Linked DNA regions of Mus musculus: all the other regions are linked to region 1. A link is a contact called in public Hi-C and promoter capture Hi-C data. All regions are on one chromosome and are shown on one strand. Each heading gives the region's core, a stretch centred on a gene start, on an enhancer-like site or on the middle of the called end of the contact. The rest is flanking DNA. Distances are from core to core; before and after follow the strand shown.

Region 1 (4,692 bases), core at 667-3,166:
AAAACTCCATGACCTGGCCTGAGTGGGGCAGATGGAACCCATTACCTTAGATGTTAACGTCCCCGGGTCCCCACACAGCTTCCCTGGGTTCTCCCGACCTTGTCAAGAAGGTTTTCATGAACAGGACCCCTTGACTCACATCGTGCATACTAAAGTGCCTGGCTGCTGGCAAAGCTGCCAGCTTGTTCTGCAAAGCCACTGGCTGTCCTGCTGGACCAGGCACTGGCTTGTTTTCAGTACCTGCTGAACCAGGCTTCCCATTTTAAGTGTTTTTCTGCCTCCTTGGTGAAAACCCCACTCAGCAAAGCAATCCCTAACTTGCCCTTATTTTCATGTCCCAGCAGGTCCCAGCCCAAGTTCTGCTGGAGTAAAGCCATCTTGCCAAGACATGTTTCCTTCCTCCTGGCTAAAAGAGATCCTCTTGTTCTCTCTGTTTTGAGACAAGGTCTCATTGTGTAGGCCTGGCTGTCCTGGAGCTCACTATGTAGACCAGGCTGGCCTGCAACTCAGAGAAATTAACGTTGTGGGTTATCATGCTTGCTATCATATTCTTTGGGGAAGGGGGACAAAAAAAAAAAAAGCTGAATGATACAGCTCAATAAAACCAAACAAAAATGAACAACAGGTCACCTTTCTTAATCATCTCAAGCTTGTTTCAAAGCCATTCAAAGTAATTCTTTATACTAAAGACTGCCCCTTCTAGTCTCCAGTGGTAAAGCATACCTTTATTTCCAGCACTCAGGAGGCAGAGGCAAGCAGATCTAAGTTTGAGGCCAATATGGTATACATGGTAAGACTGTGGTGATGAACCACACCCAGCACTGACTCGGGGAGGCAGGGACAGGTGGATTTCTGAGTTCAAGGCCAGCCTGGTCTACAGAGTGAGTTCCAGGACAGCCAGGGATACACAGAGAAACCCTGTCTCGATCCCCCCTCCCCTCCAAACTTGTGATCAAGACTGTTTCCAAAATGAGAGAGAGAGAAAGAGAGAGAGAGTGTGTGTGTGTGCTTTGCTTTAAATTATGTCATCAATGCAGATCTCACGGGTGCAAGACTCAGAGAACCACCAGCACACAACTTCATAAGAGCACTCCTCACCTTTTCTCTTGAATCCTGTGTCCACGAAGAAGAGCTTTTCGTTTGGGGCCTCTGCCAACAAGCCACTGAAGGATAAAAATGCAGACTATTTGCCAAAGTAATGCTGGAAAGATAACAGACCCTTAGGGGTCTAACTTTTTGGGCCCATCCCAACTCTTCCTCAAACCATGGGCTACACCTGGAGCTTTCACACAGAATTTAAAATGTACCACGATGGGGTGAACGTACTTTATTCTCTTTCACTTGAAATTCAAACTCTGTAGCAAAAGGTTTTAATGCCAGCACTCCGGCGGCAGAGGAAACTTGAGTTCGGAGCCAGGCTTGTCTACATACCGAGTGCCAGGTCGTCCTACATAGTGAGGCCCTGTTTCAAATTTTAAAAAAAACTAGGGGAAAACTTAAACTTTGTTGGGATTTTCGCACGCTTATTTGTTAAAGATACTATTGATAGGTCTCCCACACCGAGCCGGGATGCCCGGTCCGTCTAGCACCAGGTCGCAAAGCGCACGGCCACGCCACCGGAAGTCCCGCCCCACGTACCCGGTCGTGCGCTCCTGTAGCCGGACGTCTTCCAGGAACTGGTCGACCTCTAACCCCAGCGGCTCCTCGGCGAGCCTCCTCCAGCCGCGCTTCTTGTTTCTGGGGCCCCGCCGCCGCCGCCTCAGAGCGGGATCCACCGAGGTCGGCCGCAGCCCCAGGAAGCCAGAGTCCGCCTGGCTTCTCGAGCCGCGCTTCTCACCGTCCCTGTTACCACCCGCAGCCATCTTCTTAAAGGAAGAGCTTAGTCGCTCTAACTCCGATATCCGGTTTGGAACGTGCGCGTCTCGAGTGACGTAATATGACGCACTTCCTGTTTGCGACCATCTTGATAAAGCGTAGTTTTTACATAGAGAGTTTTACGTCTTGGCAAAAGGATAAATCATCACGTTCAGTCTCTTCTTATTTTAAAAATGTTCGAGCCGGGCGTGGTGACGCACGCCTTTAATCCCAGCACTCGGGAGGCAGAGGCAGGTGGATTTCTGAGTTCGAGGCCAGCCTGGTCTACAGACTGAGTTCCAGGACAGCCAGGGCTACACAGAGAAACCCTGTCTTGAAAAAACAAAACAACAACAACAAAAGGCAGGGTTTCTTTGTGTAGCCTAGCTGTCTGTTAACTCACTCTGTAGACCAGGCTGACCTCGAATTCAGAGATTCGACCTGCAATTTCGGGTTGGTAGGGAGTAGGCTATGTGGATTCTTGGTTCTCACTCTGAGTAATTTACCTTACCCGGTATCATAAAATTTTACTCAAACCATTTTGTTAGTTATACAAGTTTTTTGTTTGCTTGCTTGCTTGCTTGCTTTCTTGGTTTGGTTTTTCGGGAGAGGGTTTCTCTGTATAACCCTGGCTGTCCTGGAACTCACTCTGTAGACCAGTTTCATACGTGCCTTGCCATTTTTGCTTCCCTTTGCCTTCTCACTCCTACTGAACTACCCTTCTTTCCCCCAAATGCCCTCCTCCCTTGTGTCTTTGTAGTTTTGTGACGTACTGGATTTACTAGGATTTTTTGTACCAGCAATGAGTGAAGAGTTAGTTACTAGATCAGAGGCAACTGACCAGTGTGTATGCCATTGAAGGACACCCCTCCTTCCCAAATAGTAACTGCCAAGGGACGGAGTCCAGTCAAATTTTCTTTAACTCTTTTTATTAAAGAAGATGCTGGGTGTGGGGCTGCCAAGATACCTCAGTAGAGAAAGGCTGTTGCTGCCAAGCCTCAGATTAATCCTCATAACCCATATGTTGGAAAAAGCCAATACCTGCAAGCTGTTTGTTCTTGACCTTCACAAGGTATGCTGTGGTGGCATATATGCTTACACGCCGTTATGAAATATAATGTGGCAAGGGAGTATTTTTGGAGGGCCTGGCCAAGGTGTACCCCTGAGAAGTTACACCATAAAACAGACCTAGTGTAAAGGTTTATTGGGGGGAACGCAAGAGTACTGTGGGACTTGGTGAAGGGACAGAGGCAGACAAGTGGACAGATAGACAGGCAGACAGATGGGGGGCAGAATCATGAGGGCAGAGAGAGGGGACAGAGAAGGAGAGGGAACATTGGTGGTGGAGATCAGAGAGAGAGAGCTGGGGTGGCAGGTGGGTCCTTACATCTACTGGTACATCTGGCTGCCGTAGGTCATGATGTAAGCACTGGCTGGGTCCCTGAAAGCAGGCCAATGGAATTGCCTGTATAAAACACACACACACACACACACACACACACTCTAAAAGAAAAAAAAATAGCTGGGTAGTGCTGTTCATTTTTAACCTTACCTACCTACTCAAGAGGCACTGAGGCAGGAGGATGGCAAGTTCATAGGCCACCCTGGACAGCAGAATGAGTTTAGGGTAGAGAGACTGTCTCAAAATGAAAAACAAGGGTTGGGGAATGGCTCAGTGGGTAAGAGAGCTTTCTGGGCAAACAATAAAGACCTGAATTTAAGTTCCCAAAACTTAACAAAAAAAAGGCTGAGTAATTGGCCTGGAGAGATTATTCAGCGGTTAAACTTATCATTAAAAGCTGAGTATGTGGCCTGAAGAGATGTTAAAAGCACTGGCTGCTCTTCCAGAGGACCCTGTTTCAATCTCCAGACCCCATCACATCTGTGATCCACAGACCTGTGCATGCATGAACTCAGTTTTAAAGGTCCAAATCTAGAATATTGGTGCCTAGCATCCAAGTGCCAGCCAACTATCACTGCCTCCACACCCATCCCCCATCCCCAGGCCCCTGGAAAGTGGTAGTCATCCAAAGAGATCTACAAAGGGTTTTGTTTTCAGGTCATGCAAAAGGTGGGAAACTGAGCCCCGTGTAAGCAGGGCAAGTACTGTTAACTACAGCCCTAGCCACACCACACCTTTATCTTTCGATACAGGGTTTCTCGGTGTAGCCCTAGCTGTCCTGGAACTCACTCTGTAGACCAGGCTGCCCTCCAGTTCACAGATCCACCACCTGCCTCTGCCTCTGTTCTGGGATTAATGACTTGAGCACACACTGCTCCCCACCCCCGCCCCAGGCTCAGATTGGCATGCTGGAATTAAAATGGACTCCTAAAGGGGGAGGGGGTGGGGAGGCACGGGGAGGGAACATGTCTCCCCGGGGTCAAAGTAGAACTCAGCTCATCCCTGGGCAGGATATTGAGGTGATGGCCTGGCCTGAGTCACTACCTTTCCACCAGAGGGCGCCCAGGGCTGCGGAGCAGGGCGTGCGTGGGCGGGAGATTCTCCAGGCCAAAGTGTCTCGGGCGCACCGGGTGTGGGCTGGATCAGTGTCCTGTGCACTCTCACACTAATCCCTCCTCCTCCAGGACCCAGTGGTCTCGGGCTACAGGATCTGCTCTGGTGCATTCGATTCGTGTCAGTGCGCGTTGGAAGGTGCTTTGGAGACTAAGGGCAAACTGTACACAAACTGGCACTGGTCCTCGTCCACGCCCAGAACTGGGTTCCCAGGCCCCAAGGCGGAAAGCGGGAGGGAGGGGTGTCCCAAGGGTGGGGAGGGCCCTGAGTAACTTTTCTTCGGAAAATATGCAGGACTGGCCCCCAGCCCGAGACTGAGTCAG
Region 2 (4,692 bases), core at 1,342-3,841, 3.6 Mb after region 1:
TTCTGAGTTTGAGGCCAGCCTGGTCTACAAAGTGAGTTCCAGGACAGCCAGGACTACACAGAGAAACCCTGTCTCAAAAAACAAAACAAAAACAAAACAAACAAACAAAGAATGTGCTTGTTTGTTTCTTTTGAAGCAGGGTGGTCCTAGGAATTGAACCCAGGGCCGCCCACACTAAGCGTACACGACACCACTGAGCTACAGTCTCACCCCACCACCCGAGCTCCCTTCCACATAAGGTCACTGAATCCTCATTAAGACAGAGACAAAAGGAGTGGCCAAAAAGACACCCAAAGAGCCAAACCCAAAGAGGCAAAAAGAACCTGTTATCCTCGAGGCCCATAGAGGTCAGAATCCAAGTCCTTTTAGCATCCAGAAAGAGACACAGTGAGTGGTAGATTTGTATTTGTGGTGTCATGTCTCTATAGCGATCAAAACACCAGGAGGCGCTGCCCCTGACACAAAGGCCTAAGAATTAGGGTTACTACCCAGGCCCTAGGTTGGTCTGCATTTGGCCACAGCGGTCGGTAAGAGGGATATGTGTAAGAGGAAGGTATCCTCGGGTCAGGAGTGATCATCATTTAGGGATGTAAACTAGAGAGACACCACTACCCCCCAAAGCCTAAATTCAGAAAGGCTCAACAAAAGAAAGCAAACCTCTGGCTTTGCCCAAGAGTAAAGCTGAATTTAGGAAACAGGACCAGAATGGATAGGGGCTAAGCTACTTGATAGCCACAGAACCTGGGTTGGGGAGCCCGGAATTGTGCTAAGAATATCAAAGAAGATGCGAGGATTCGGCTTCTGTCGGCATTGATCAAATGCTACCACGCATTGGAGGCCTCGGTGATCCAGGAACAAAAACAGAGTCAGATGCCACAGGTGGTACGAATGTTCACCAAGAGGCAGAGTCAGGTGGGGGGACACAGAGTGACAGCCTAGGCTCTAGGTCCCGGGTCCTGCTCGGGCTCCATACCAGGGACCCCTCGTATGTCCGGCAGCAAGCGACAGCCAGCCACGATATCCAGGCGCTCGGCGAGCGCGCAGAGGTCCCCGCGCGCCAGGCGCACGCTGTGGGCGGCTGCCAGCCCGGTGGCCTGAGCAGCCGCCAGCCTCCCCGCCAGGGCGGCCACATCGCGACCCGCACGGCGGTACACGCCGCTCACCGCAGCCGCTACGTCGTGGTCCAGGCGCGTCTGGCTCTCAGCCAACCGGAGCTGCAGCAGCGAGCGCGCAGGCGCCATGGCAGGGGTCTCCTCCGTGCCCCAAGTCTCCGCCGGATCGCGCTGCACCACGAGCGGGGGCAGGTCGACCGGCACAACCGTGGGCTCGGGCTCAGGCTCCGAGTCGGTCTCCGCCGCCTCCCCGGCCACACGCAGCCCCGTGGGACGGCCGCGCGTAGGGCCCGAGGGACCCAGGTATAGTTCCTCCTCGGACGAGGATGCAGACAGCTCCGAGTCGGTCTCCGCAGCTTCCCCAGGTACCACTGTCCCCGGCCTTCTCCGCCGACCCTGGGATGACTCCATGGCACGGAGCTGGAGAAGAGGAATTGAGCGGACGTGAGGTCCCGAGTCCCAGCCCCTTCACCGCCATCCCCAGCGAGTCCTGACTTGGGCCTCAGTTTCCTCGTGTACACATGGGTTGGAATTGTGCACCTCTGTATCATTTGTGTGCACACCGGGGACATCAAGGACCGTCCAGGCAAAGCCTTAGAACTAGGTCACACGAGATGGCTCAGCTGGGAAAAGGCACTTGCAATCAAACCTGACGCCAAGAGTTCGAACCCAGGGACCCACATGGTGGAAGAAGCGAACTGAGGCCCGTACAGTTGTCCTCTGAGCTCTACACGCGTGCTAGAGACGCACGCGTATATATACATTAACTAATATAAAATAATAATAATGACTTTAATTCCCAGCACCGGAGGAGAGGCAGGAAGATCTCTGTGAGTTCGAGATCAGCCTGATCCTCAATAGTGCCAGGCCATCCAACATTACATACATAGTGAGAACTTGTCTCAAAATAATACTGACAATAATAAAGTAAGTTTTAAAAGCTTTGTAACCAAGAGTTCCCAGAGTCCCACCAGCACAGGCCACACCCTCCACTGTCCTCCTGGCCAGCGAGCACTTGGCCGCAATAGGCACCAGGGCAAACAGAAAGGACAGCCGCCCGAGGGGACCCTTAACAAGAGCCACCGACACCAGAGTCCCGGAAGGAAGGCCATACCGGGTCTCCGAGGCTCCGAGCCCAAGGGGTCCGCTGCCTGGCGGAAGTGAGCCGGTCTCTCGCAGCGTCACGTGAGCCGAGTTATGGCCAATAGGAAAGCGGTTAGACAAGTCGCTTCCGTAGTGTGGGTTTATTTATTTATTTGCTTATGTATTTAGGAAAATTCCGTTTGACGCGTAAATTTATTTTTTTTAATCTTGGACCCTCACAGGAATCAGAGACTCAGCCAATTGGATGTCCGAAGACTCGGGAGCAGGGAGGGAAGCGAAGAAAGGGCGGAAGATGTTAACAGCGCGGCCAAGGAAGGGGCTCGGTGGACCCGCCTCCTGGCTTTCAAGAAGCAGGCGGAGCTAAATAGGATCACCAATCAGATCGGGCCTACCTCCCGAGCTGACCAATGGGAGCCGGAAGCGTTGGCCAGGCGTGAGGGTCGCGAGGCGGCGTATGGCGGACGCGGTGCTATTCGAGTTTCTGCACACCGAGATGGTGGCGGAGCTGTGGGCCCCGGACCCGGACCCAGGCTCGGGGGTGAGCGGCACGCCGTGGCCTCGGGGTGGAGAAGTGGGGTGTGATCGAGCCTTATGGCAGGTCATTGCTGAGGCGGAGCGAGATGACTTGGGTCAAGGCGCTCAGTTCTAGGCCTCGTCCTGGGGCGCCGTTGATAATTAGGGTAATTGGCTGTTATTGGGCTCAGATGAGGGCTCGCCTCACCACCCACTTAGTATGCAACTCAACATCTTTAATCTTCCTATCCTTCCGTTTCCTCCTTAGAAAATGCACCCTCAACCATACCCGGTCTCATCTGTCCCCTCTGCCTGTGTGCTGGATAAAGTGCGTGCTGATCGCGCTACACCCCAGCACACAGTGAGTTTTTTAGTATGGATTTGCCCCTGTAATGAGTAAAGACCCCACCCGGTAATGTGGAAGGTGGCGCTGGGATCACTGAAATATTGTAATCAATAATAGTTACCACCACTTATGTGTTCCTTTGTGCCTTCCTGTGTGTCATACTCCCATCCACCTCCCATTGTCTTCCTTCTCATCCTAGGGAGGTCATGAAGAAGCTGCTTTGTGCAGAGGCACATGCTCTGGGAAGGAGGGAGCCTGCTTCCTCTCTGCTCTGTGTCACCTTGACTCTAATAAAGAGATTAAAATAGCTTTCTGTGAGCCTGCACAGATATGAGCTTGCCCAGGGCTCTCCTCGTAGCTCCTAACTGCTGCCACCGACTGTGTCCGTACTGGGGGCCCTACAGCTGAGGTAATAGAGTTAGTGGGAGTGTGGCCCGATCATCAGGTCTCAGGAGCCTCCCTGATTTTTTGGGAGGGTGGGGGTGGGGGGGTTCGAAACAGGGTTTCTCTGTGTAGCCCTGGCTGTCCTGGAACTCACTCTGTAGACCAGGCTAGCCTCAACTCAGAAATTCACCTGCCTCTGCCTCCCAAGTGCTGGGATTAAAGGCGTGTGCCACCACGCCCGGCTGCCTCCCTGATTTTATAGGCTACATGGCAGTTTGAACTTCCATGACTGTGTGGGAGTTCAAGACCTGCTGCAGAGACTGCTCTGCTCTCTCTTTTCTTCCCTGAGTATCCCTACGCCAACCCGACTCTTGAAGCAGGTTTTCACTGTATGACCCAAGCTGGCTTCTGGTGATCCTCCTGCCTCTGCCTGAAAAGTACTAGGATTATGGGCCCTCCCGTGTCTGGTTTGCACATTGCGCCTCCAGTGTGGTACAGTCAGCCTCTGCATCCCAGAGTGCTGCATCAGTGGTGGCGCACGCCTTTAATCCCAGCACTTGGGAGGCAGAGGCAGGCGGATTTTTGAGTTTGAGGCCAGCCTAGTCTATAGAGTGAATTCCAGGACAGCCAGGGCTATACAGAGAAACCGTGTCTTAAAAAAAAAAAAAAAAAAAAACAACAAAGGATATCTCATCTCACTTATATACTGTTCCACTCTCACACATGCGATCCTGCTGCCTGCACTTCCCAAGGGCTGGAATTGGATGCAGAGATGTCGTTTTAGTTAATTTAGTTAATTAATACGTCTCTAGTGATTATTTACAAACTTTAAAATTTTTTTCTAAACAGTATGGTATAACTATATAGTAATTACATTGTATTAGCATTATAATCATCTAGAAAGGATTTATAGTCTATAAGAAAGCTAGGGTTTGGCTCAGCAGTGCAGCTCCTGCCTAGAATCCCCCAGTGAGGGGCTGGGGTTGTAGTTCAGTGGTAGAGCCCCTGCCTAGAATCCTTCAGTGAGGAGTTGTGGGTGTGGCTCAGCAAAATAGCACCTGCTTAGAATGGCACAGGGATGAGCTAGGTTTTATCCTTAACACAACAAAATAAAGCAAGATCTGTGGGAGAATGTGTGTGGGCTATTATGTAAACACTTCATTTCATAAAAGGACTTTTGCAATTTTACCTGTAGAGGTCAAGTGCTCAGGTCTTTAGAACAACACCTGAGGC
Region 3 (4,692 bases), core at 719-3,218, 3.4 Mb after region 1:
CCCTGCAACTGGAGTCACAGATGGTTGTGAATGCTGTGAATCTAGTCCTCAGCAAGAGTAGTCAGTGTTCTTAACTTCTGAGCCATTTCTCCAGTCCCTGGTTCTTTTTTCATGGGGGAGGGGGTAGTGGGAGAGTCTTCCTATGTATCCCTGGCTGATATGGAAGTCACTGTATAGATCAGGCTGCCCTTGAACTCACATAGATCGCCTGCTTCTGCTTCTCCAGTGTTAGGGTTGACACCAATACATCCAGAGGTTTTGGTTTTTTTGTTTGTTTTGTTCAGGGTCTTGCTTTGTGGCACAGGCTGGGCTGGAAGTCACTAAGTAGGACATAAGCTAGTTTGGAACTTGCTCCAGTCCTCCTGCCTCAGCGTTCTCGGTGCTGGGTTTACATGCGTGCTGGTGGTTGCCACCACTCACTGCGGTCTTACTGCACCCTTTTAACCTCAGCAAATGATTCCAGGTAGAGAAACTAAGGCATTCAGTGGGAACTTGCCTCTGTCAGCGCTTCCTTCACAGAACACACGGTTCAGGCGCGCCCTCTAATGGCAAGGCTTATGCACGGCACTCTGATTCCTTGGCAGCTCAACCCCTTTCCTTCCTAGGATCAACGGTTACTTACTATTAAATTTGATAAATTAACTAGTTTTGAGTCAGGATCTTATTTTGTAGCTCTGGCTGACCTGGAAATCACTCTGTAGGTCATGCTGTCCTCGAACTCACCGAGATCCGCCTGTCTCTGCCTCGTGTGTTGGGATTAAATGTGTGAGCCATTTCGCCTGGCTACTATTAATAGTTCTGTTTTGTATCACACTTCCAAAGGCCTGGGGCCATGGCTCAATAGTAGTGTCTCTGCCTAGAATTCACAGCGTAGGCATGTGCTTGTACACACACACACACACACACACACACACACACACCTCACAACTAGGAAAACATTAAAAAAGATATAGAGGGATTACATATGATGACCTTTGGGCGTGCCCTCTCTCAATACACGAAGACCAAAAGAAAATGGAGAATACGTTGGTAAATGCATGCAAAATTTTAAATGGAGAATTTTTAAAAGTATGAACTCGAAGGAAAGATTTGCAGCCTAATGAAGTGACTAACAGCATCAGCCCTTAAGCATCACTCCAACAAATGGGCGGTAATCAAAAGATGCTCATCTCCTTTTCCTCCCCCTTTTTAATTTAAAAAACCGTTGAATTGCTCATTTCGAAAAAATGGGCAAAGGATATGAGCCAATCTTTGTTAAAAGGAATAGGCAAAGGAAATGAGCAAGAACAAAAAATATATAAGACCATTAAACTATTTCCTTAGCAATCACAGAACTACAAGTTGGAACGGGGTGAAACTGTCCTTCCAGGAAATGAGTCATACTAAGTCATTCATGGGGCCCAGGTCTCGGAACACAGGTGTCCCTTCCTTCAGGAAGCCCGTCCTCACACCCCAGCTGGGTCAGGTGCCCCCTAACACGGGCTCAATGTCCTCTGGGCTCTCCCTTCCCGACCCTGCCCGCTCTGGGTTGTCCCTGTCTGACTGTCCCACTGGACTTTAAGCCACAGCTGTCGGTATCAGTCCCTGCTTGGGATGCAAGTGGGGAATGGCTTAGAATGAGTGAGTCAATGTCTGTGGGCTGAGTCCACCCACGCTTACAGGGAGGGCGTCCTCTGAAATCTCACCTCCCTCCTCTCTCTCTCTCTCTCTCTCTCTCTGTCTCTCTCTCTCTTTGTCTCTGTCTCTCTCTCCTTTCCTCCTTTCCCTCCCCCACCTCCTTTGATCATCACTGAGCCGGATCTGGAGTCTGGGAAGCGCTCAAGAGGGCCTTGGAACACAACTACTTGAAGTCAAAGTCTCCCAGGTACCAAGATGCACAAGCTTCCATCCGCCCCAAACCACAGCGGTCCTCCAGGACCATAGAGAGCAGCGCGAATAGAGTTCCCCGCTCTAACTCCTCCGGGGAGCAGCGAGACGAGCGAAGGGCCAGAGCGGCCGGAAGTGAGTCTAGCAGGAGTTGTGCTGGCTGTGCTGGCGTTGTGTCGCCTCTGTTTCCCCCCGTGGTATTTCCTTCTAGGCATCGGGAAAGACCAGGTGAGTTTTGGCAGTGCTTAGACGCAGAGCTAGGACCGAGAGGGACAGGGTGGAGGTGGATGGAGGCCGGGGATTGATGATTGGCAGCGGAAGAAGCCAATCATTGCGGAGGCTGAGACTAGGCCGGGACTGGGCGAGGCGAAAGCATCCAGGTGTGCCCCTGGGGGCGGGGCCAATTGCCTCTGAGCGAGTGTCGTGCGGGAGTAATAGCAGGTAGGCGGGGCTATAAGACCCGTAGACCAATCCGGAGTGAGAAGGAGGAAAGGGGCGGGCCCACTGGTTGGTCCTCTGGAACCTAACGCTAGCGAACCGGGCAACCTTTTGTGGGATGGGGTGGGGATACCACTGTGAGCCAGAGTTTCCCTCTGGAATATGGAAATGCCTACGACGATGTCGCCACGCCTTTCAGGCCCCAGATGGACCCTGGGAAGGACGAGGAAAGTCGGCCACAGCCCTCAGGACCACCCACCAGGAGGAAGTTTGTTATCCCACTGGAGGAAGAAGAGGTGCCCTGTGCAGGGGTAAGAGCGAAGACTTGGGGGCTCTTGGGAGTTAAAAGGATCCCTGGGACTACGGTGTGAGTTTAGGCTTGGGTTGCTTTGGAAAAATAACCTGCCATGCTCTGCAATCCTCGGTTTGCCCGTTGGTAAAATGGCATGACAGGGTGGTTAAGGGAGAGGCTGGCAGCTGGGCAATGGCCAGTGATAGCTTTTGTTTGTTTAGTTTGGGTCTTCGATTGGGTCACATGTTTCCTGGGCTAGCCTTGAAATTGATGTGTAGCTAGGGTTGGCCTTAAATCCAGTTCCTCCCATCTCCACTTCCCAAGTGCTGAGGTTATAGCAATGGAACATCCTTTTGTTTTTTGTGTGGATGTTTTGCATGCCTGTATGTCTGTGCACTACATGCATGTAGACCTGCAGAGGCCAGAAGTCATTGGCTCCCCTAGACCTGGAATTGAATCCAGATCCTCTTGAAGAGCAGCCAGTGCTCTTAACTGAGAAGGCATCTCTCTGGCCTCTAAAACATGTCTTTGTGCTGTCTGTACACACATGGATGAGTGCTGTGAAGCTCCTGTGAAGGGCAAAAGATAACCCGTGGGACTTGATTTTATCCTTGTACTGTGTAGATCCTCAGGACTGAACTGAGTGAGGTCACGAAGCTGGCAAGTACCTTTACCCACTGAGCCATCTTGCCTGCCCCCCCTTCCTTCTTTCTTTTCTTTTCTTTCTTTTTTTCTTTCTTGAGCCTTGCTATGACCTAAAACTTGCAGCAATCCTCCTGTCTCCATCTCTCAAGTGATAGGAACTTCCAGGTGCATTTCACAACACTAAACTCAGCTATGGGTTTTGTATAAGCAGTATTCTGGGTTTTCAAGTTATGGATTTGGATCTGACCTTTTTCTGTTATTATTTTGCTTTGTTTTTACATTTCTTTATGTAGTGTGGGTTGGGGGTGTACTTGCCAGGGCATTTGTGTGGAGGTCAATTCTCTGCCTCCATCTGGTAACTTTCAGGCTTCAAGCTTAGGTGTCAGGCACCACTGTCCCCTGAGCCGTCTCCTTGGCTCTGGATTTGACATTTAAGAGTTGGAAACTGGCTGTTTGTCTGTCTATCTATCCATCTATCTAAGTTTTTTTGATTTCTCTGTGTAGCCCTGGCTGTTCTGGATCTCACAGAGCTCTGCCTCTCTCTGCTTCCCAAGTGCTAGGATCAAAGGTGTGCGGCCACCACCAAAGGCTAGAAATGGAAGTTTTTGTCCTCTAAGAAAAAGAAATTGGTGATCTAAAGAGATGGCTCAGCACTTAAATGCATTAGTTGCTCTTGCAGAGGACCCAGGTTCAGTTCCCTAACATCCATATGGTGGCTTACAACCGGCTGTAATTCCAGTTCCAGGGGATCCAGTGCCCTCTTTTGACCACTGAGGGCAACCAAGAATGTACATGGTGCATGTATATACATGCAGGCAAAACACTCAATACTAATAAAATAAGAATTTAAAAGGAAACATGGAAGCTGGTTAGATGAGGCATTCACTAAGGTTGCTTGGGCCGTTTTTGTTTGGTTTTGGTTTTGAGATAGGCATTAAATATATGAGCCAGGGCTGAAGAGATGGCTTAATGGTTAAGAGCGCTGACTGCTCTTCCAGAGGTCATGAGTTCAAATCCCAGCAACCACATGGTGGCTCACAACCATCTATAATGGGTGGGATCTGATGTCCTCTTCTGGGGCGTCTGAAGAGAGCTACAGTGTACTTATATATAATAAATAAATAAATCTTTAAAAAAATGTATGAGCCATCAATGCCCATTGCTAAAGTCTTTTAAAAAAAAAGGATTTTCTGTTTTTTCTAGGGAATCCAGATTTGGTTCATGCTCCCATGTCAGATAGCTCACAATCAATTACCTATAAGTCCAGCTGCAGGGACCCAACACCTTCTCGTGGCTTCTATAGGCACACACCACACATGGGCACACATATGGCATACACACACAGACACTTATACATGAACAAAAATAAGTAGATCTTAAGAAACAAGAAAGACATCTGAGTCAAGCATGTTGGCAAACACCTCAAATCCCAGCATTGGAGATGCTGAGGC
Region 4 (4,692 bases), core at 1,561-4,060, 3.0 Mb after region 1:
TGAGACCATCCATCTATCTTCACCTTTTTTCAGCATCTGCAGACTCAAACTTCTCCATGGACCATTCACGTTCAGCTCCTTAGTTCCTTGAACATGGCCATGTCCATCAGGAATAAGAGGAAGGTTACAGGAACTAGAGGAGGGTTGGGACCCTCTGGGAAGGCTGCCAGACCTTTGTAACTTCAGACTGCCTCGGGTGAGCAGAAGCCCACAGATTTCACTTCATCACTAACCATGGTTCACTCTATTCCTGCCCCCAGCCCCACTCGTTGATGGATCCCTGACTCCCGGTGGGTGAGAGACATTCTCTCTCTTCTACCCATCCAATATAGTTGAGTGTGTTACGTCAGTGTGTGTCCCATGGTGAGAAGAGTCTGAGACCTCATGGGACTGATGACTGCTTAGGTTTTAATTTTAGGGGCAGAGAAGAATGCCAGTTGGGTTTTATGCTATCTAGGAGGTTGGCTTGGAAATGGGATGAGGGTGGAGGAGGGGTGTCTGCTGCTGAATAAAGCGTTGTTAGTCTACTGTCTTTGAATTCCATTGGCCAAGTTAGTGGGCGGGTGCCTTTGGGTGCTGGGAGAGAGAGCACAAGAGGGAACTGAAGGGCCGCCTAAAACCCTGGGAACCGTAAGAGGGGCAGGAGGGGGTCCAGAACTGCCGCCCAGACCTATCTCATATTGTCTTCCAACACAAGTCGTCTGACTGGGAACAGGTTCCCAAATAATTCTCAGCCTCCACCTAGACACTTTTAAAATTAAAAATAGAGGAAAAAAAAGTGTGGAAAGGCAAGTTGTGGGTGTATGCCTTTAATTCTAGCATTCGGGAGGCAGAGACAGGTAGATCTCTCTTATCAATTCAAGGCCAGCCTAGTCTACAGAGTTGCAGGACAGTCAGGGCTACACAGAGAAACCCTGTCTTAAAAAGAGGGAGGAGGGCTGGAGAGAGGGGGTACAACATCCAGACAATAGTCAAATAATTCAAGGGAGTCCACTTTCTACCACGTGGGGACTGAACTCAGGTCACAAGCTTAGTGGCAAGCGCCTTTCACCCATTGGGCCATCTCAACAGTCCCTTGAGTCCTCCCTCCCTCCCTCCCTTCTCTTTTTTTTCCTCTTTACCGGAGATTGAACCTAGGGCTCTATAGTTCTGGTCACCCATGGGTTCCCTTCCATCTTGTGAGACTAGGAACTACTAGGTCTGAGTTTTGATAGATTTTAAACTTTGGGCTCCCTATCACAAAACGGTTAGGGGAAAAAAAAGTATAAGCCAGCATCGGGGAGTAGCAGCACCCCTTTAATCCCAGAACTCCAGAGTCAGAAGCAGGTGGACCCAGCTGCAAGATCCTCTCAACCACGGCACCAGCACCCACATGCATATACATAATTAAAACCCAATCTTAGGCCGGTGGTAGTGTGGCTGGCCTTTAATAAGTCCCCAAACTCTTGAGGCAGGCCGATCTCAGTGATTTCGGGGTCATCCTCCACCACAGCGCTAGTTCCAGGACAATCAAGGTTACAAAAACAAACAAACAAAAAACCCCGTATCTCAAAAACAAAAAGGAACCAACCACACACACCCACACCAAAAAGAAAAAAAAAAGAAAAAGAAATTTTCTCCCTTTTATGTATATGAGTGTTTTGCCTGCTTGTATGTTTGTCCACCATGTCCATGCCTGGTGCCAGCAGAGGGCAACAGTGCTGGAGCTAAGGATGGTTATGAGCCCCCGCCTTTGGATACAGAGATCCTAACTCTGGTGTTCCCGGGAGAGATGGTAACTGCTGAGCTCCAGCCCTCCCTCTCTGCTTCGGGTCTTAATACAAATGTCATCTTTTCCTTATGTGTAATGTCCGCACATATCCTGTCTTTTTTCTAGCCTCGCTGGTGACTGCAGAGATACTGCTGCATGTTCAATGCCAGCTTGGGATACTTAGTAAGATGCCCTCAGAAACAATTTTTTGGTAGTGAACACAATTTGCCTTTTATATGGATATGTGAGAGCTTATGTGTAACTGTCGGAAAGATGAACGAAGCGCCGTTTACCCAATGACCTTGAAACTGCGGGCACTGAAAATTTTCACCCTGCCATCCGGCCATCCAGTTCATTCAAGTGGTGCTCTCGAATCACTCCTGCTCTGCGCTTTTCTAGGATCGCCATCCCCACCCTTCAAGAAATTCCTGCCTTTGAACTCCCTCTCCGAGCCATGACGTCAAATTGTGGACAGGGGGCCTCCCAGGCACCATTGGGAGGTTGCTGGGTTGCTATGGTTACCGCCTCTGCATGGGCGGGGAATATTTCCAGGTGCCCCGCCTCAGTCCGTAGGAGGTAGTTTCCGAGTGGTCCTGCGCAGAGGAGGGATTGGGCGTGGGCAAGGTTTCCTAACGCCCCCAGCCCCCACCCACGCAGTTGTCATGGAAATGAAGCTCTTCTCCCCTTTCTCAAAATAAGACTTTGCTTAGTAGGCTAAAGGACTACTCAAAGGGAAGAAACTCCGCTTGGTCCTAGCGCTCTCTTCAGCATCTCTCTCTCTACTGCGCCCGCACTGGGATTTAGTCCTGGGTACCATCGCAGGCAAGGTGCCAGTGACACGCATGCGCGCTGTAGGTTTGCACATGCGCAATTGAGCACCAGAGCCCAGGGAACCTACTTCAGCGCTAAATGTGCGGCTGCGCAGCTGTGTCCTTCTGGTAAAGCAAGGCGACGGGAAGTTCTGCGCTTGCGCAGTGCTGGGAGACACGGCTCAGAGAACGCAGCTCTGTCAGGGTATCTGGAGACCGCGTTCGCCCGGCGCGCATGCGTCTTGGCTCTCAATGCTACTGGGGGCGGGGCCCAGAGGGGGAGGGAGAAGTAGGGGGGGAGGGAAGAGGCCGCAGAAGCCGAAGCCCTGACCCACCGGCAGGCAGGGGCTGCGGCGGCACGGTGAGTGACCCGCGGCCCAACTGGGGTCCCCATCCTCTGTGCTCCATCACTCTTCCTGGAGTCCAAAAAAAGCCTCGGGGGTCCCCCCTCTTATCTCGGACCCCCGTTATCTCCACAACTCCCCTTCTTTCCCCAGCAATCCCAGCACCCCCATAATCCCTGCAGACCCTCAGCTTTAATATTTTGCCGTCTTAACTAGAAGGTTCCATTTCATCTTTATTCTTGGACATCCTCTCTCAGGGACCCTAGAACTGACACCCACTACCCTGGGAACCCCCAGCGCTCCTCTCTGATCTGGATGCCCCGTCTGCTGCATTGCCCAGTTGGCATCACTTCCCAGCATCATGCATGTTCGACCCCCTGGGCATCCCCGTTACTCTTGCCCTGTCCTGTTCTACTGCGCCCCCGTTCTCCTCTAACTCCTGCTGTGGCACCCTTTTCCCTTCCACTTTTGCTCATTTCCCTCCATCCTTCCAGACCGTCCGTCCCCCCAGTACCCATCAACTCCTCCGCGAGGCACTAGCGGCCGCGTGAAGCACAAGATGGGCACTGGGCGGGTGTCACCTACGAGGAAGCACCTTTGATTGCATTCAGCACCTCGCCGCTCCCATCACCACTTTTGCACAGGGGACCAGAGGAGCCCGTGTCGGGGCGACACGGGGACACCGAGCCACCGCCAGCGCTGTTCGCCCTTTGCCCGCAGAGCCGGCGCCCCCCATGCGCCAGGCAGCCGATCGGTGGCGTCTGGGGGCGCCATGGCCTCGGCGACCGCGGCGGCGGCGCCGGGCGAAGCGGAGGAGACCACCCGACTCCGCAAGCCGCGCTTCTCCTTCGAGGAGAACCAGATCCTGATCCGAGAGGTGCGCGCCCACTACCCTCAGCTCTACGGCGCGCAGAGCCGTCGGGTGAGCGTGGCCGAGCGGCGGCGAGTGTGGGACAGCATCGCCACCAAAATCAACGGCATCACCAGCTGGAAACGCACGGGCCAGGAGGTTCAGAAGCGTTGGAACGACTTCAAGCGCCGCACCAAGGAGAAGCTGGCCCGCGTGCCGCATTCCACGCAGGGCGCGGGGCCCGCCGCTGAGGACGCCTTCTCTGCGGAGGAGGAGACTATTTTCGCCATCCTGGGACCGGGTGTGGCGGGGCCGGGGGCTGGCTCTGGGGCTGAGGAGTCCCGGGCAGCCGCCTCTTCACAGCCGCAGGCTTCGACCGCTAGTACACAACGGTATGTGTTGTCAGAGGACCGCAGGCAGGATCGACGGGCAGGTGAGTCCCAAAGCCAGTTTCTTTAACAACTACCAGCACTCCTGAAGCCTACAGTGCGTTGTTCACGCCCAGATCGGTCAGGCGTGTTTACCACATTTTTGCTAAAAAGTAGGAGGTCAGTGCTGTCAGGCCCATTATGGAGCTGGGGCTTTAAGGTCAGAGAAAGGAAAGACTTAGATGTGGTGCCAACAGGCCTGTAATTCTCCTGCTTGGGAGTTGAAGGCAGAAGAAACGGGAGTTCAAGGCTAGCCTGTGCTACAGGAGGCTTGGCTTAAAAGGGTGAGGAAGGGCGGGCTGGGGATGTCCTGGTGGTTGAGTACTTCCCAGCTTTCAGGGGTTCCAGGGTCAGATTTTGACTGCATAGACCCATGTGGTAGCACATGATTTGGAGTCTCAACACCTGCGTTATCCTTAGGTGCATAGTGTGTTAGAGGCAAATCTGAGCTCTGTGAGAACCTGCCTTCCAAAAATAATAATGTAGAAAACAGAAAAGGAAGTGGATTGTC
Region 5 (4,692 bases), core at 867-3,366, 3.0 Mb before region 1:
CATGGCTTGAGTCAGTTCTCAGTCTCCTCTAATCTATCTGAGGCTGGTCCCACTACTGACTACTCCTTCGTGCTTCTCTCTTTACCACCCAGGATTACATTGCTGTGAAGGAGAAGTATGCCAAGTACCTGCCCCACAGTGCCGGACGGTATGCTGCCAAGCGCTTCCGCAAAGCACAATGTCCCATCGTGGAGCGCCTTACTAACTCCATGATGATGCATGGTCGTAACAACGGCAAGAAGCTCATGACTGTGCGAATTGTCAAGCATGCCTTTGAGATCATCCACCTGCTCACTGGTGAGGTAAGGTTTTGTCCTTGATTCATACCAAAGCTTCATGGTATACATGCCAGGTTCATTACCTGGGACACCGCCACCTTGTTTAGGGTTGAAAAGGTTGGGGGTGGATATCAGGCTCACGCCTCCCTTTTCTGCCAGAACCCTCTGCAGGTCCTGGTGAATGCTATCATCAACAGTGGCCCCCGAGAAGACTCAACACGCATTGGGCGGGCCGGTACAGTGAGACGACAGGCTGTGGATGTGTCCCCACTGCGTCGAGTGAATCAGGTGGGTCAGAGGCTTGTGAAGGGGTGGGGTAGGAGCCATCAGCACAAGTGGGTGGGGTCCTGTCTTGCATGTTTTACCAGGAACCTCACTTCCTCCAGGAAACCTTCCTGGATTTCCACTCGGTATGAGGCAGATGGTAGTCCAGCCTTCCCAGTCTGGTTCATCTCATCCCTAGTGTATACTTTCACAACAGGCTTTGTTTTGTTTCTTCTTGATTTGTTTGAGTCTATTTTGTGGTGGTACACGTACCTACCTGTAATTTTAGCTACTTGAAAGGCACAGGGTGGATTGCTTGATACCTGAGTACCATGGGGACATCAAGGGTTCCAGTCAAAAGCATCAAATATTTTGCTGGCAGTTCTTAAGTCTCTTTGTTAGTTGGGGCCCTTGTTTTCTCAGCCCTCTCAGATCAGCTATCTGATAAGGTATCAACTCCCTAAAGTAGTAAGTATATGGTATCTGTTGAGGTGGGTCCCAGGTCACTGGCAGGAGGGACCGTTTGAGGCCTGAGCCCTGTCTGTCTTGTCTAGGCCATCTGGCTGCTGTGCACAGGGGCTCGTGAGGCTGCTTTCCGGAACATCAAGACCATCGCCGAGTGCCTTGCAGATGAGCTCATTAATGCTGCCAAGGTGGGTCAGGGCATACCACTTGGGTTGGGCATTTGGGAGTTTGTCCAGCATTCAGAGCTAACCATCTGTCCTTGCAGGGCTCCTCCAATTCCTATGCCATCAAGAAGAAAGATGAACTGGAGCGTGTGGCCAAGTCTAACCGCTGATTTCCCAGCTGCTGCCTAATAAACTGTGTCCTTTGGAACAACTATACCTTCCTGTGTGCTTGTCTAATCATTTAGGGCATAGGGTACCTCCCATGGTATAGAGGATGCAGCTCACCTCCCTGGCATGGCATTCACCAGTAAACAAAAAGAAAATTGTATTTTCTTAAAGATTTATTATGTAAGTACAGTACACTGTAGCTGTCTCCAGATACTCCAGAAGAGGGAGTCAGATCTCATTATGGATGGGTGTGAGCCACCATATGGTTGCTGGGGACTTGTACTCAGGACCCTCGGAAGTGCAATCAGTGCTCTTAACTGCTGAGCCATCTTTCTAGCCCTGGAACTATTATTTTCATGACGAGTGCCTGCAGAATTGTAGCACCTCAGAACTAGTGCTAGTAAGAGGGTGTAAGCCTGGTGCCCAGGGAAGACCCAACAAGTATTGGGGATGAGGAACTTGTGTTGGTCTGGTCTAGGTGGATCTAGTTTGTTCACTCCCATAGTGTGGTTTGTGTACAGGCTTCAAGTGCCCCTATGGAGACCAGTACTAAAGGCTTTGAAGAGTGGTCCATGGTCTTGTTCTATTAGCAGACAACCCACCCCAGCATCTGTTATAGATCAGACTATTCATGCTAGTAGGAGGGGCCTGGGGGCGGGGCGAGTGGCTAGACTGGTTTAACAGGTATGTGGGAACCTAGAGGGTTGGCCTAAGGTCAGGTGTACTCCTTCAGGGAGGAGCACTTAGCTACCTAGTGGCAGACAAGCCAGAAATTGGGGTCAGAACGGAAGAGACGCTGCAATCCCGCACAAGGAAAGGTGTCTACAGGTGGGTGTCTTGCAAAGTGACCAGAGTCAGTTGTTTCTGTTTGAGGAGTTAGCTCTCATAACCTGAATTTACTACTTTTCTTCTCAGCTATTGGGCACCTCAACGCCGGCTTGGGGGTGCAGTGGTCCAGGTGACAGATTAATATAGTGAGTGTTCCCTGGAGTCTTAATTACTCCGGGACTATTCTTACTCAAGGTTGGAGTTGATCCTCTTGTATCTCTCCAGAGATGTATCCTCTACATCTTTGAAACTGCTTCAGTCTTACCCAGTTTCTCTCTAGACCTTTGGCGACAGTGGGTCCAAACAAGGACTCCCTGCCCTCGCTTTTTTGCTTCCTTAGACCTACTCTGCTCCTCTCTGAAATTTTGTCAGTCTGTCAACAACCTCCAGGTTCCTACCTAAGCTCTTCTCTCCATAGGTCCAGTCTGAATGCCGTGTCCTCGGCTGCCCTGGCTCCGCCGCCACCGAACATCCCAGGGCTCTGGCCCCAGCTCCCCAAGTACCGTCTCTGCTCCTAACTCCCCTAGCAGAGGCGAAGACGAGGATGCAGAAGAGGAGGAGGGCGATGGCACCCCTGGCTCAGGCCCCATTCTGCCCCCTACATCCCCCATGGAATGTCTTATCTGCGTGTCACCCTTCGACGGCATTTTCAAGCTGCCTAAACGCCTGGACTGCGGTCACGTATTCTGTCTCGAGTGCCTGGCACGCCTGTCGCTGGCTACTGCGGGTGGCGGCGATGCAGTGGCTTGCCCCATGTGCCGCGCGCCCACACGCTTGGCCCCGCGCCGGGGGCTGCCCGCTCTGCCCACACAGCCCGGTTTGCTGCCTCGCGATGCGCGCGCGCCACTGCCACGCCAGGGTTCTGTGCGCTTTGACCGACGCCGGGGTCTCCTGTACCTGCGGCCACCACCGCCGTCTCCCGGGCCGCGAAAGAGCCGCACAGTGCGTGCCCCACCGCCTCCACCCCCGCTTCGCCTCGGCCGCCCGCTGTCACGTCGCCTGTCCCTGAGCAGTCCAGCATGGGCTTTCAACGCAGCAGTGGCGCTAGCTGTGCTGGTGGCCGCGGGTCTCGTGGTTTCTGGTGTGTACATCTTTTTCCTCATTCCTCATGTCACCAATTCCGGTGTGCGGCCTCAGACTGTGGCGCTGGCCCCCGAAAATGACTTCTGGGTTTCACCGCGGCCCACGCCAGTGGCGCCCTGGACCCATGCCTGGACACGACGCCCCACAAAGCCTGACCTGGACCTGGACGATACCCTGCCAGAGGCTACCAAGGACACGCCCGAGCTTGAGGAGGCTACCAAAGACCCAGTAGAGACTCAGGGGATCCCGGATTTACCACCAGATCAAACACCAAAGGCAGAGATTGATCTTAACTGGAACCCGAAGGCTCAGGCTGATGGGAAGAAGGTGCAATTGCAGCAATAAATGCCTCCACGCTGCAGGCCCAGTCTCCTGGCCTGAGGGACTTCTGTGTCATCCCGGAAGGCAGTAACAAAATGCATACTAAAGTGCCCATTTCTCGGAATTGGGGACTGGAAAGACATGAACTCTTTCAAACCATGCTACAAGAATCCTCTGAGGACATCTTTAATTCCCGTGACCATCCAGCTAAAGGTACTCTCTCTGGCCATGACCTTAATGAACGGCATACCTTTGTAGGTCTAGATGGGGTGCCCCTGATGTTCATCTCTGTGGAAGTCCAGCCGGCCTCTTCCCCAGTGTCATCTACACAGAACTGTGTCAGGGTCCTTTAGCATTGGTCTTGATGGAAGGCTGTTAGGAGCACTTTAAGTTATACCAGCACAGACCCCTGCTGGAGACACTCCTGGCCAGCTCTGGGGACTGAAGGATCTGATCTACTCATCCTTTGGGCTCGCCGCAGGGGCTTGGGGCACCCATCTGGGTAGCACAAAACAGCTGTTCTGCTCATGCATCCTCCTTCCCACAGCCAGTCTGTAAACTTCAGCACTTGCACACCTGACCAAGATTCCAAATTGGAGGGGCGAATGTGGACTGGCTAGGGCTGGGGAAAGCCTTGACTCCTGAAGACTGGCTCCCAATTGAGATGTCAATTCCAAATTGATCTAGGAACTTCTCTGGACTTCGGTTCCTGGGTCTGATGCAATATGTTGTGGACTAATTGTTGTCATCAAGGCTTAGAGAGCCAAGGCCTCCTGTAGCTCAGACAGAAATATTCAATGAGGGAAGGTCTGGTCCTCCCTAGCTAACATGAGAAATGCTGTTAGCTACTCCCGGGCTCCATCAGCTCTGCGTAGCCTTCCTTCTGCCTCAGCTAAAGTCTAAGTCTTTCCAGTGTTCACCTCTGTGGTAGATGTCTCCTGTCTTTCTCCCAAAAGCCTTCTTTGCTTAGACAGAGTAGGAGGAAGGCAGCTACTCTCTGCATAGGCTGATCAAAGGGCCTCTGAAAACCATGTCCTACCTCACCTCACCTGGCAAGAGACACGGTATATTAAGGGTGGGCAGCGTTTTCCAGAATGAAATGTGACTTCTATGTATCTGGA

The links. Promoter capture Hi-C pulls out the DNA fragments that hold promoters and counts their contacts. A called contact is a pair of places that touch in the nucleus more often than the background predicts.
Region 2: a contact with region 1 is called in a Hi-C map of B cells, with 7 read pairs. The contact joins the promoter of Trappc6a here to the promoter of Nop53 in region 1. A contact is called at or near these places in 1 of 39 promoter capture datasets (frontonasal cranial neural crest) and 1 of 484 Hi-C or Micro-C datasets (B cells).
Region 3: a promoter capture Hi-C map of pre-B cells shows a contact between it and region 1. The contact joins the promoter of Ercc1 here to the promoter of Nop53 in region 1. A contact is called at or near these places in 3 of 39 promoter capture datasets (maxillary cranial neural crest, pre-B cells and second pharyngeal arch cranial neural crest).
Region 4: a contact with region 1 is called in a Hi-C map of B cells, with 9 read pairs. The contact joins the promoter of Mypop here to the promoter of Nop53 in region 1. A contact is called at or near these places in 1 of 39 promoter capture datasets (cranial neural crest) and 1 of 484 Hi-C or Micro-C datasets (B cells).
Region 5: a promoter capture Hi-C map of maxillary cranial neural crest shows a contact between it and region 1. The contact joins the promoter of Rnf225 here to the promoter of Nop53 in region 1. A contact is called at or near these places in 4 of 39 promoter capture datasets (cranial neural crest, frontonasal cranial neural crest, maxillary cranial neural crest and 1 more).

The regions. Positions count from the first base shown.
Region 1 is chr7:15,944,192-15,948,883 of GRCm38.p6, forward strand. Nop53 (NOP53 ribosome biogenesis factor) reads right to left here and starts at 1,917. Exons shown (of 13, transcript NM_133831.3): 1 at 1,639-1,917; 2 at 1,099-1,163. The coding sequence starts at 1,862. It overlaps Gm24576 (a long non-coding RNA gene), which reads left to right and starts at 1,902. Exons shown (of 2, transcript XR_391165.4): 1 at 1,902-2,109; 2 at 2,270-3,599. It also overlaps a transcript of Ehd2 not described here.
Region 2 is chr7:19,506,079-19,510,770 of GRCm38.p6, forward strand. It overlaps Trappc6a (trafficking protein particle complex 6A), which reads left to right and starts at 2,592. Exons shown (of 6, transcript NM_025960.4): 1 at 2,592-2,754. The coding sequence starts at 2,671. Bloc1s3 (biogenesis of lysosomal organelles complex-1, subunit 3) reads right to left here and starts at 2,292. Exons shown (of 2, transcript NM_177692.4): 1 at 2,227-2,292; 2 at 1-1,532. The coding sequence starts at 1,523. The coding sequence ends at 936.
Region 3 is chr7:19,343,103-19,347,794 of GRCm38.p6, forward strand. It overlaps Ercc1 (excision repair cross-complementing rodent repair deficiency, complementation group 1), which reads left to right and starts at 1,969. Exons shown (of 10, transcript NM_007948.2): 1 at 1,969-2,094; 2 at 2,504-2,615. The coding sequence starts at 2,511.
Region 4 is chr7:18,988,435-18,993,126 of GRCm38.p6, forward strand. It overlaps Mypop (Myb-related transcription factor, partner of profilin), which reads left to right and starts at 2,811. Exons shown (of 3, transcript NM_145579.3): 1 at 2,811-2,920; 2 at 3,398-4,186. The coding sequence starts at 3,676. Nanos2 (nanos C2HC-type zinc finger 2) reads left to right here. Exons shown (of 1, transcript NM_194064.2): 1 at 1-528.
Region 5 is chr7:12,925,300-12,929,991 of GRCm38.p6, forward strand. Rnf225 (ring finger protein 225) reads left to right here and starts at 2,117. Exons shown (of 2, transcript NM_029809.2): 1 at 2,117-2,167; 2 at 2,586-4,692. The coding sequence starts at 2,597. The coding sequence ends at 3,595. It overlaps Rps5 (ribosomal protein S5), which reads left to right. Exons shown (of 6, transcript NM_009095.2): 3 at 93-302; 4 at 438-566; 5 at 1,097-1,195; 6 at 1,273-1,387. The coding sequence ends at 1,341.